Regions from separate parts of the Mus musculus genome. Here regions 1 and 2 are each linked to region 3. The links are chromatin contacts, called in public Hi-C and HiChIP or PLAC-seq maps. All regions are on one chromosome and are shown on one strand. Each heading gives the region's core, a stretch centred on a gene start, on an enhancer-like site or on the middle of the called end of the contact. The rest is flanking DNA. Distances are from core to core; before and after follow the strand shown.

Region 1 (2,700 bases), core at 166-2,665, 180 kb after region 3:
TTCTGCTTCCCCCAGCACTTGCGTAGAACAGAAGCAAGAGTTCAAAAAGAAGGCGTGGTGCATCTCTGCCATCTTTTCAACCATTCTCTAAGAACCTCATTTTTTTCACCCAAACCCAAGCCCAGTCTCTGGAGTTTGTGCACTAAGCCTATCCAGTCAAGGCTCTCTTCCTTGTATAACCCCCAAGTGCATTTACAGCAGATGAGTTGACTGTAATTCTGATCCTGGATGTTCTTTAACTGATGCTCCCATTGTCCAGGCTAACACAGAATTGGTCTTGGAAACCCTGAGCCAGATGGATGACTTGGAGGAGTTTCTGTCAAAGGACAAGCATGCAGACCCTGACTTCACCAAGAAGCTGTGGGCCTATCTCACCATCAACCAACTACTAGCAGAGAGGTAAGGCAAGACGAGCGTACACCATGAAAATTTATAAACATGAAATGTCTATCTACAATATTTGAGGTCAGGGATGGGGATGTAGCTTAGCATGAAAGCCTTTGCCTAGAACATACAAGACTCTGGGTACAATTCCCATACTTCCAACCAAACAGCAAATGGGACATTTGAAATCATGAACAAGGAGTATTTGGAACCAAGAAAGGTATCAAATTAATGGAGGGATTGGATTATTACTGACTTGTTCACAGCACTCTAATGAAAGCTGAGTTATTTCTTCTTCTCTTTTCTCCTTCCTCCTCCTCCTCTTCCTCCTCCTCCTCTTCCTCCTCCTCCTCCTCCTCCTCCTCCTCCTCCTCCTCCTCCTCCTCCTCCTCCTTGTCCTTGTTTTTTGATTAAAATGGAACGAGGAGCCTGAAGACACAACTCAGCAACTGTCTGCTCTTCCAGAGGACTGGGTGCAACTCTCAGCACCCACGTGGCACCTCTAACTTCAGTTCAGGGAATGTAGTGCCATCGTCTGGTATCTGTGGGCACTGCACATGTGTGGTACACAGAAACATACATGCAGACAAAACGCCTGTATACATTTTTAAAAAGTTAAAATGTTTAAAATTTAAATGCAACATATGTGAGACGTTGGGAGTGCATGGATTTGAAGTATGTGGTTTATATACATGTATGTATACACATATACATTGAAGATATCTATATCTGTCTGTATATGTATACCTATACTTGTATCTATCCTCTCTATCTCTATACCACCTGTATCTATGACCATTCTGCTATAAATGCTAGAACTACTGAAGGTCGCCTTGCTCTCCTTTACTGCATCCAGAGGAAGCCACTGCTTTTGCCTCGTATCATCATTGATTGGTTTTGTCTGTTGCTAAAACCATACACAGCCATACAACCCCTTTCTGACTTTCACTCAGCCGGATGACTGTTAGGTTCAGCCATGTTGCTGTGCATGTCAATAGTCCATTTGCATTTGACTGTGTGGCTACAATGCCCCCAAGGAACGGCTCTTTGATACTTAGGCCATCACTGGCTTCTCAGCTGAGCTGCATTTCAAAGCCCTAACATCACATCCTGTTATTAAAAAAACACTTGCACCAGAGCCTCATGGGGATAGTTGATAAAACTCATTGCAAAGCTCTCACCCGACCTGCTGGGTAGGATCCTCAGGAAGATGGACCAAGGTCACTGAACTAGATTATAAGGACGATCATATAACGGAACTCCCAGAGAAGATTCCTGATGTCATTAAGGTTCTATTTAAAAAATACACGTAGCTATAAGCTGTGGTTTTGAAGCAAGAAAGAAATAATCCTGTCCCTTGGACAGAAGTACATTGGCTCTACTCAAAAGCATAAAGAAGTTGCTCTGGACATTAAATATTGGTTTGTAAAGCCCTGTAGGAAGATCAGTGGTTTCTAGGATTTCAGGGAATGTGTAGAATGGAACATTTCTGCAACGATAGGTCTGTCGTATCTACTCACGAGATATACACGCAAATGCCAGTGTAAGCCACTTACCTGTATGTCAATACACCTGTATATGCTTCACCTGTGGTCACACATGCACACAAGAACATCTGTACAAGACATCTGTAATCCAGGAGGCTACGGGTCGGTAGGGTACGTGGAGACACTCTCAGTACCTTTCACTCAATTTCACCATGAACCTAAAACTATTCTGAAAGATAAAGTCTTTAAAACTGATCCCTTGGGGGCAGTGAGGTGGCTCAGCAGATGAACCTGCTTGTGGCAAGGCGTGTCCACCTGAGTCTGTTCTTGAGCTCCTACACCATGGCAGGAGCGAAGCAACCCACACAAGTTGTTCTCTGACTTTCACACAGGCATTAGGGCACATGTGTGCATTCACACACACACACACACACACACACAGAGGCGTGCATGCACTCACGCACATATATATATACATGCATACAGACATGCATACATAAAGCAAGAAAACACCATTTCAAAAACTAGAGACCACATGGCTGGATAAACTACTGAGGCTCATGAAACCAGTTGGTTCTGTTTCTCTCTTGTCTTAGGCATCCCCACTCTGTGCTCAGGTGTTGGGTGACTATCAGAAGGGGGAGTAAAGAGGTTTGGGGCCCAAGTTCACCCTGGTATATGGTGATGTTCTTCAATATCTACCCTCTGAATGCAGAAGTCTGGCTCCTACTGCTGCCATCAAAAGGAAAATCACCAAAACAATCCTGCAGATGTCTCTAGACCATCACATCGTGACTCCGCTTACTGCCATGGTGATAGAGAATGATGC
Region 2 (2,700 bases), core at 91-2,590, 200 kb after region 3:
CCAGGGCCACACAGAGAAACCCTGTCTTAGAAAAACAATAACATGCACAGAGTTTTGCAATCCAGTCAGTGGCAGTGGGACTGGGTTCAGTCTGTGATGACTTACTAAGAAGGTGGCATAAGGTCAGTAAGATGGCTCAGTGGCTAAAGGCGCTTGGTGCCAGATGTGACAACATGACTTCAATCCCAGGACCCTCAAGCTGGAAGGAAATAACCATTTACATGTGGCCCTTTGATCTCCGTATGGATGTATCTGTTTGGTGCAGCATGCACACATGCATAAACACATACACCAAAATAAGATAACAGAAATATGACGCAGTGCATGAGGGCTCAGTGGTAGAGCATTTGCCAGGCATACATAAGACATTAAACAAAACTTGTAGCACTGCTTAATAAACAACCTCTCTGGTCCCCATCGCCACCACAAGACTACCAAGAAAGTATTAATATAAAGTAGGGTGGTGTATATCTCTGATATCAACCAGCACTTGGGAAGCAGAGGCAGGTCTATCTCGTTTTTTGGCCAGCCTGGTGAGGTCCAGACCAGCCAAAGTTACATACTGAGATACTGTCTCTAAAACAAAAATATGTATCAGATAATGTACAAGAATTTTTATTAGTTCTGTTATATTGGTGGCATTTTGGCATTAATTGAAAAGATAATACGATTACTTGTTATGTTGATTACACAATTAAGTCTTCAAGGGTGAAGGTATACTGATATTCATATATTTATATAATTTACTATATGATGTAAGCAAATATGGAAAAACACTTAGCGGTCACTCCTAGGTGCGATGGACTGCACGCCTGTACCTTTGGGAACCCACATACTGAAACTATAGGATAGCAGTAGCAAGTCGGGAATGAAGCATTTATGTCATGGAGAGTTCTTCTCTCCATGAAAAAACTCGGCGACAATCTTGCCGGTGGGTACAACTATTACCTCTACTTTACCAGTAGTGGCCAAGCCCATGTCACTATTAAGCGGAGCAACTTGAGTTCCTCGTCTTGACCGACCGACCCCACCAGGGAAGTCTAAATGTAAAACCTCAGTGCTCAGCCTAGCGATTGTAAGCGATCAGTGAGTGCTTGTCTGCGACCACTTCTCGTGGAGCTGGAGGGCTTCGCGCCGAGCTGGGGAAGACTGCGCCGGAGAGGGCTCCAAGCCGAGGGAGGGGTCGCGGCCAGCCTGAGTCACTTACCTCGTCGCGGCATTGCTTTTGGCACATCTGGCAGTACCAGCGAAGCTTCTGGAGCCCTTTGGACTTAATTCTATTGGCGATGGCCTTGGGGCTCAGAAAATCCGACTTGCCCATGGCGACCCTGAGCGCTACAACTACAAAGCGGTCGGAAGCGGAACTGGCTCAGCGCGGGGACAGGCGGGACCGAAATTGACAGCAGGAAATGGGTGGGGCCAGGGAACTCGCGGCTTCGGCGCTCACGAGATTTAGCGAGACCGAGGACGCAGGCGGAGCGGGCCGGGGCGCCTGAGCTCCCGCGCACGCGCACTGAGTCCCGTCTGCCCGACCTTCAAGGCTCCACCATGTTCTCGCGGGCGAGCGTTGTCGGGCTGTCGGCCTGCGCCGTGCAGCCGCAATGGTAGGACCACATCGGGAGGGATGCGGGGGCTCGGGCTTGCTGCGAGGCAGGAGGGATGGAGCTGCATGCTCACTCCTGGCGGAAGAAGGCCCCAGCTCAGGCCGCGGGGATGTCTGCAGAGCTGGAAGGTTGCGTGCCGGACCCCTGGTAGGGGTCAAAGAGAACAAGGTCACGGTCTGATCCCCTGAGACTGGAACGGCCATCCGGGACCTCGGGACCCGGACGGGATTCGGGTTGAGCTTTGGAGCCATCTGGGTTTCGATCAACTCCGTACTTCCGCTCCGTACCCGGGAGCACAGCTTGCAAAGTCTTTAGAAAGGCCCTGAAGGTGAAGGGGCGACCGGGGAACGTTTGGTTGTAACTTTTGGCTTTGAAGCCCTGTGAAACACTGCACGGGGGAGCAGCGTGACCCTTTAAGGTGTGATGGCTTGCTTGAGCTCTTTGGTAAGGCATTCACTGTGTAGCCATCCGACTCTTTGCTGGGTACTGGAGAAACGAAGGAACTCAAAATCAGCCCCCGCCTGAACCTGCTGGTCGCCTTGGTGCTAAAGGGGTTTAAAAAAATCTGCCGATGAGGAAGAGAAAGACATTGCCATTGTCATCATGCCCTCGTGTTGAAGTACAATCTCTGCAAGGTCATAAAACTGTCCCAAGGTCCCTCGGTAGGAGGAGGAGGCCTTAATACAGTTACATTTGTTAGCCTCCATTTGATAAAGGGATACCATAAGGTTGGGCGACTTTAAATACTAATCCTCTGTGCAAAATAAAATAGTTGTATATTAGAATGCCCAGGGAAGGTCAGGTAAAACGTGACTTATGGGTGACGTTGTATAATAACATGAACTACTTTGAAGCTAGACTGCTAGAAGAACTGGTGCTAAGGAGATTGTTAACTGTGGACAGTGTTTTAGTGGTTCCTTGTTTTTATGGTACAGAGGATTATTAAGGCGCTCCAGCACTGAACTAGGGTTTTGTAACCTAGGTTAGAGAACTGCCAAGAACTAGTTGAAATAGTTCTTTCATTAAGCAAAGAATTTGTAGCAATATGCTAAGACTCCAAAGTAGTGAGGCAATTAAATACGATAGATATGAACTA
Region 3 (2,700 bases), core at 118-2,617:
AACGTACCGCCCACCCTTCCCATCTCTGTGTGGGTCCCACACCTGGGAAGAGCTTCAGGTTCTCCCCAGCTGCCCTGCTTCGGGTCAACTTTGTACACGGGCTGTCTTCACCGGCCATTCTGCCCTCTCTAAGAGCACCTTTTGAATTTGATTCTCAAATTCTTTTTTCTTAATTGTCCCTTTACATTTTACTTATAAAAAGGGTTTATTTTATTTATGTGTTTGCTTGTGTGTGTGTGTTTGCTTACATACGCTTGATAGTTCACACATATGCATCAGATACACTAGAGATGGAATTATAAGCAGGTGGTGCTGGGAACTAAACTCTGGTCTTTCACATGAGATTTAAGTGCTCTTAACTGCTGGGCCATCTCTTCAGATCCTCTAAATCATGGTTTAAAGATAAAGGGAAGGGGGTAGGCACATAGGAAAGACAGCCAGCAGCTCTGAAATAGTGGGGGGCAGCTCCCAGCATAAGTAGTCACTGGAGACACTATTGAGGTTGTTATTTTACCAAAAGAACAGATGACAGGCAGAAAAGTAGGTAGGTAGAAATAGATAGATAGATAGATAGATAGATAGATAGATAGATAGATAGATAGATAGATAGATAGATAGATAGCAAGCTGTGGTGGGCAACTGACCACTGCTGGAAGACAAGCTATTCTGACTGAGGGTTTAACTGCTAGAAATTGGACACCTTTGTTCAGAAATTAAACTACTGAGTTGGAAATCATACTAGAGAACGCCTCTGCAAATTTTCCTTCCGGTCCTAGTGACACGCATAATTTACCCAGCCTGTAGTATCTGTCTTTACCCCCAAACAAGCCACTTCAAAAAATAAAAATCAATCCAGATGAACTAAGACTGGCTCCACTCAGCCTCCGTGCTCCTTGGAAGGGACCCCAGACAACAGTTTTGTTGTCTTGCACACTGATGGGGATACAATCGGCTCACTTAATTACAATGCCACATGCTTTAAATATTTTTACTGAAATTGATCAGGCCACAGGGAGAGAGAGCCCTAGTAACCAGGGAAGCTGGGGGGAAGTCCCTGGGGAGAAAGAGGAGATTGCTTCAAAGGTTTCCCTCACAAAGGCTGTGATTAAAGAGAAGCAGGAGGAAGGAAAAGGCTTTATAAAGGCACGGGGCAGGGGTTCTGATCCTCCCTTCACACTCAGGCCTGACTTTCCGTGTCAATAAATCTGAGGACATAATGGACAGGCTCTGAGTCTTCTTGCACTTTCTCTTTAAGTAAAATGTGTGAAGGACGTAGAGGACAAAAGCCGCCCTGGGAGAGCTCGGTTAATCCCTTTCAACACGTGATGAAGAGGGAGCATCAGGGTTTCTCCCTGGGTGGCGCTCTTGCTCTTGCTTAGTTGCTTGTTAGTCTGGAGGGTCAAGTTTGGTGGGGAGGAGGTACACGCTGTTCCTAGTTGTCTGATTTTGTTACATAGCAAATCATGAAAGTCAAATGAGACAAATCCAGTATTTACAAGAGCACAAAACTATTACCGATTTTCTTTTTCCTTCTGCTTATAATAGTTTTATTCTTTTTTTAATCTCTTTATTATTTTTTTCGTTGGATGGAGTTTCTCTGCGTAGCTCAGGTCTACTTTGAACTCCAAATCCCCCTACCGAAGTCTCTTGGTGCTGGGATCACAGTAGTGTTGTATGGCACCAGAACTGCTTACTTGGAAAGATGTCATTGGCTCGTGTGGAGGGATGTAACCCAGTGCTCTGATTTGTGAACAGGCTTTCCCACCTCAGTCTCCTTACTTTTGTGAGAAGAAAATGGTGTTGTTACACACAAACATGGTTATTATGAAGATAAATAAAATACAAGTCTTTCAATTTAGTTTCTATAGTGGAATCACTGTGACAGACAAAAATCTTTCCCCGGAGAATGGAAGTATATAAGCAAAATTAGTTGAATTTTCCATACACGCTCGTATGCATACTTAGTTTTCACTCTTTACAACAGCAGGAAATGGCCAAAGTTGCACTCGGCAGTCTCAAGTTTATCTATAATTGACATATTCTTTGACACAATGTTGCTTTTCAAGCAGACAGATTCTACAAAGTCACGATAAGCTTTCCTTTCTTCAACTCCTATTGGGTGAACAGTGGTCAAGAAAACCTCCGTGGATTCGGACTAGAATAGCTCTGTTGTATGTTACCTTTGCTCTGGGATGAGGCTAGCTCTGGGGGAGGTTTTGTTTGTTTCTAAGCCACCTGTAGCAGTGGAGTTCTTAGAAATGAGACAGGATTTTGCAATAGGATTCAACTGTGAGAACCTGGGTCAGTTCCTACCATTTCATTCCAGAGTCTATACTAGGTGGGACACACAGAAATTAGTCTGTGCCCTCTGCGTGTGGCTTTGTGCAACCCCCTCCTCTCTTGTCAGATGTCAAATAAGCAGCAGCGTTTTCCTGTTTGTCCCTAAAATAGTCAGAAATTGAGACTCAGTGCAGAGAGGCCACAACCAAGCCAGACATTGTAAGACCCCCGAAGCTGGGCCTCTGCTCAAGTCCCTGGATGAGTTGCACCCCAATGTGAAAAACCACACATGGTGCAAACTGCAAGAGGTTTTATTATCAGCCAGCTGAGGACGAACTCCTTCCTCCTCGCAGGGCAGGGGAGTTCGACCTCAGCGGTAACAGTAGGGGGCTTTTAACAGCTAGCTGAGGAGTTGGGAGG

What was found. A called contact is a pair of places that touch in the nucleus more often than the background predicts. HiChIP or PLAC-seq counts read pairs in DNA pulled down with a chosen protein or histone mark.
Region 1: a contact with region 3 is called in a Hi-C map of trophoblast stem cells, with 4 times the contacts expected there. The contact joins two enhancer-like sites. A contact is called at or near these places in 4 of 39 promoter capture datasets (the 3T3-L1 cell line, the C10 cell line, embryonic stem cells and 1 more), 10 of 15 datasets of contacts at CTCF or cohesin (CD8 T cells, the G1E-ER4 cell line, the NIH/3T3 cell line and 5 more), 358 of 484 Hi-C or Micro-C datasets (the 3T3-L1 cell line, 3T3-L1-derived adipocytes, the 4T1 cell line and 176 more), 46 of 115 datasets of contacts at active chromatin or transcription factors (the 230-238 cell line, CD4 single positive thymocytes, CD8 T cells and 30 more) and 5 of 9 other capture datasets (adipose tissue, embryonic stem cells, embryonic tail and 2 more).
Region 2: an H3K4me3 HiChIP or PLAC-seq map of forebrain shows a contact between it and region 3, with 5 times the contacts expected there. The contact joins the promoter of Kin here to the enhancer-like site in region 3. A contact is called at or near these places in 17 of 39 promoter capture datasets (3T3-L1-derived adipocytes, the C10 cell line, cranial neural crest and 9 more), 2 of 15 datasets of contacts at CTCF or cohesin (embryonic stem cells and pro-B cells), 91 of 484 Hi-C or Micro-C datasets (B cells, the BV-2 cell line, the Ba/F3 cell line and 63 more), 45 of 115 datasets of contacts at active chromatin or transcription factors (the 230-238 cell line, DN3 thymocytes, the HPC-7 cell line and 30 more) and 4 of 9 other capture datasets (adipose tissue, embryonic tail, liver and 1 more).

What each region holds. Positions count from the first base shown.
Region 1 is chr2:10,102,841-10,105,540 of GRCm38.p6, reverse strand. It overlaps Itih2 (inter-alpha trypsin inhibitor, heavy chain 2), which reads left to right. Exons shown (of 21, transcript NM_010582.3): 14 at 260-399; 15 at 2,587-2,700. Among named protein-coding and RNA genes, the nearest start is that of Kin, 24 kb to the right of the region's middle. Within about 2 kb of position 1,415, at least 1 of the 459 cell types and tissues checked has an H3K27ac peak or open chromatin away from gene starts, as enhancers often do. A contact at or near this core is called in trophoblast stem cells, where this site is marked.
Region 2 is chr2:10,079,252-10,081,951 of GRCm38.p6, reverse strand. It overlaps Kin (Kin17 DNA and RNA binding protein), which reads right to left and starts at 1,340. Exons shown (of 5, transcript NM_025280.2): 1 at 1,208-1,340. The coding sequence starts at 1,321. Atp5c1 (ATP synthase, H+ transporting, mitochondrial F1 complex, gamma polypeptide 1) reads left to right here and starts at 1,442. Exons shown (of 10, transcript NM_020615.4): 1 at 1,442-1,604. The coding sequence starts at 1,549.
Region 3 is chr2:10,283,393-10,286,092 of GRCm38.p6, reverse strand. No RefSeq gene overlaps it. Among named protein-coding and RNA genes, the nearest start is that of Gm31496, 23 kb to the left of the region's middle. Within about 2 kb of position 1,367, at least 46 of the 459 cell types and tissues checked have an H3K27ac peak or open chromatin away from gene starts, as enhancers often do. A contact at or near this core is called in adipose tissue, craniofacial prominence, embryonic tail and 6 more, where this site is marked.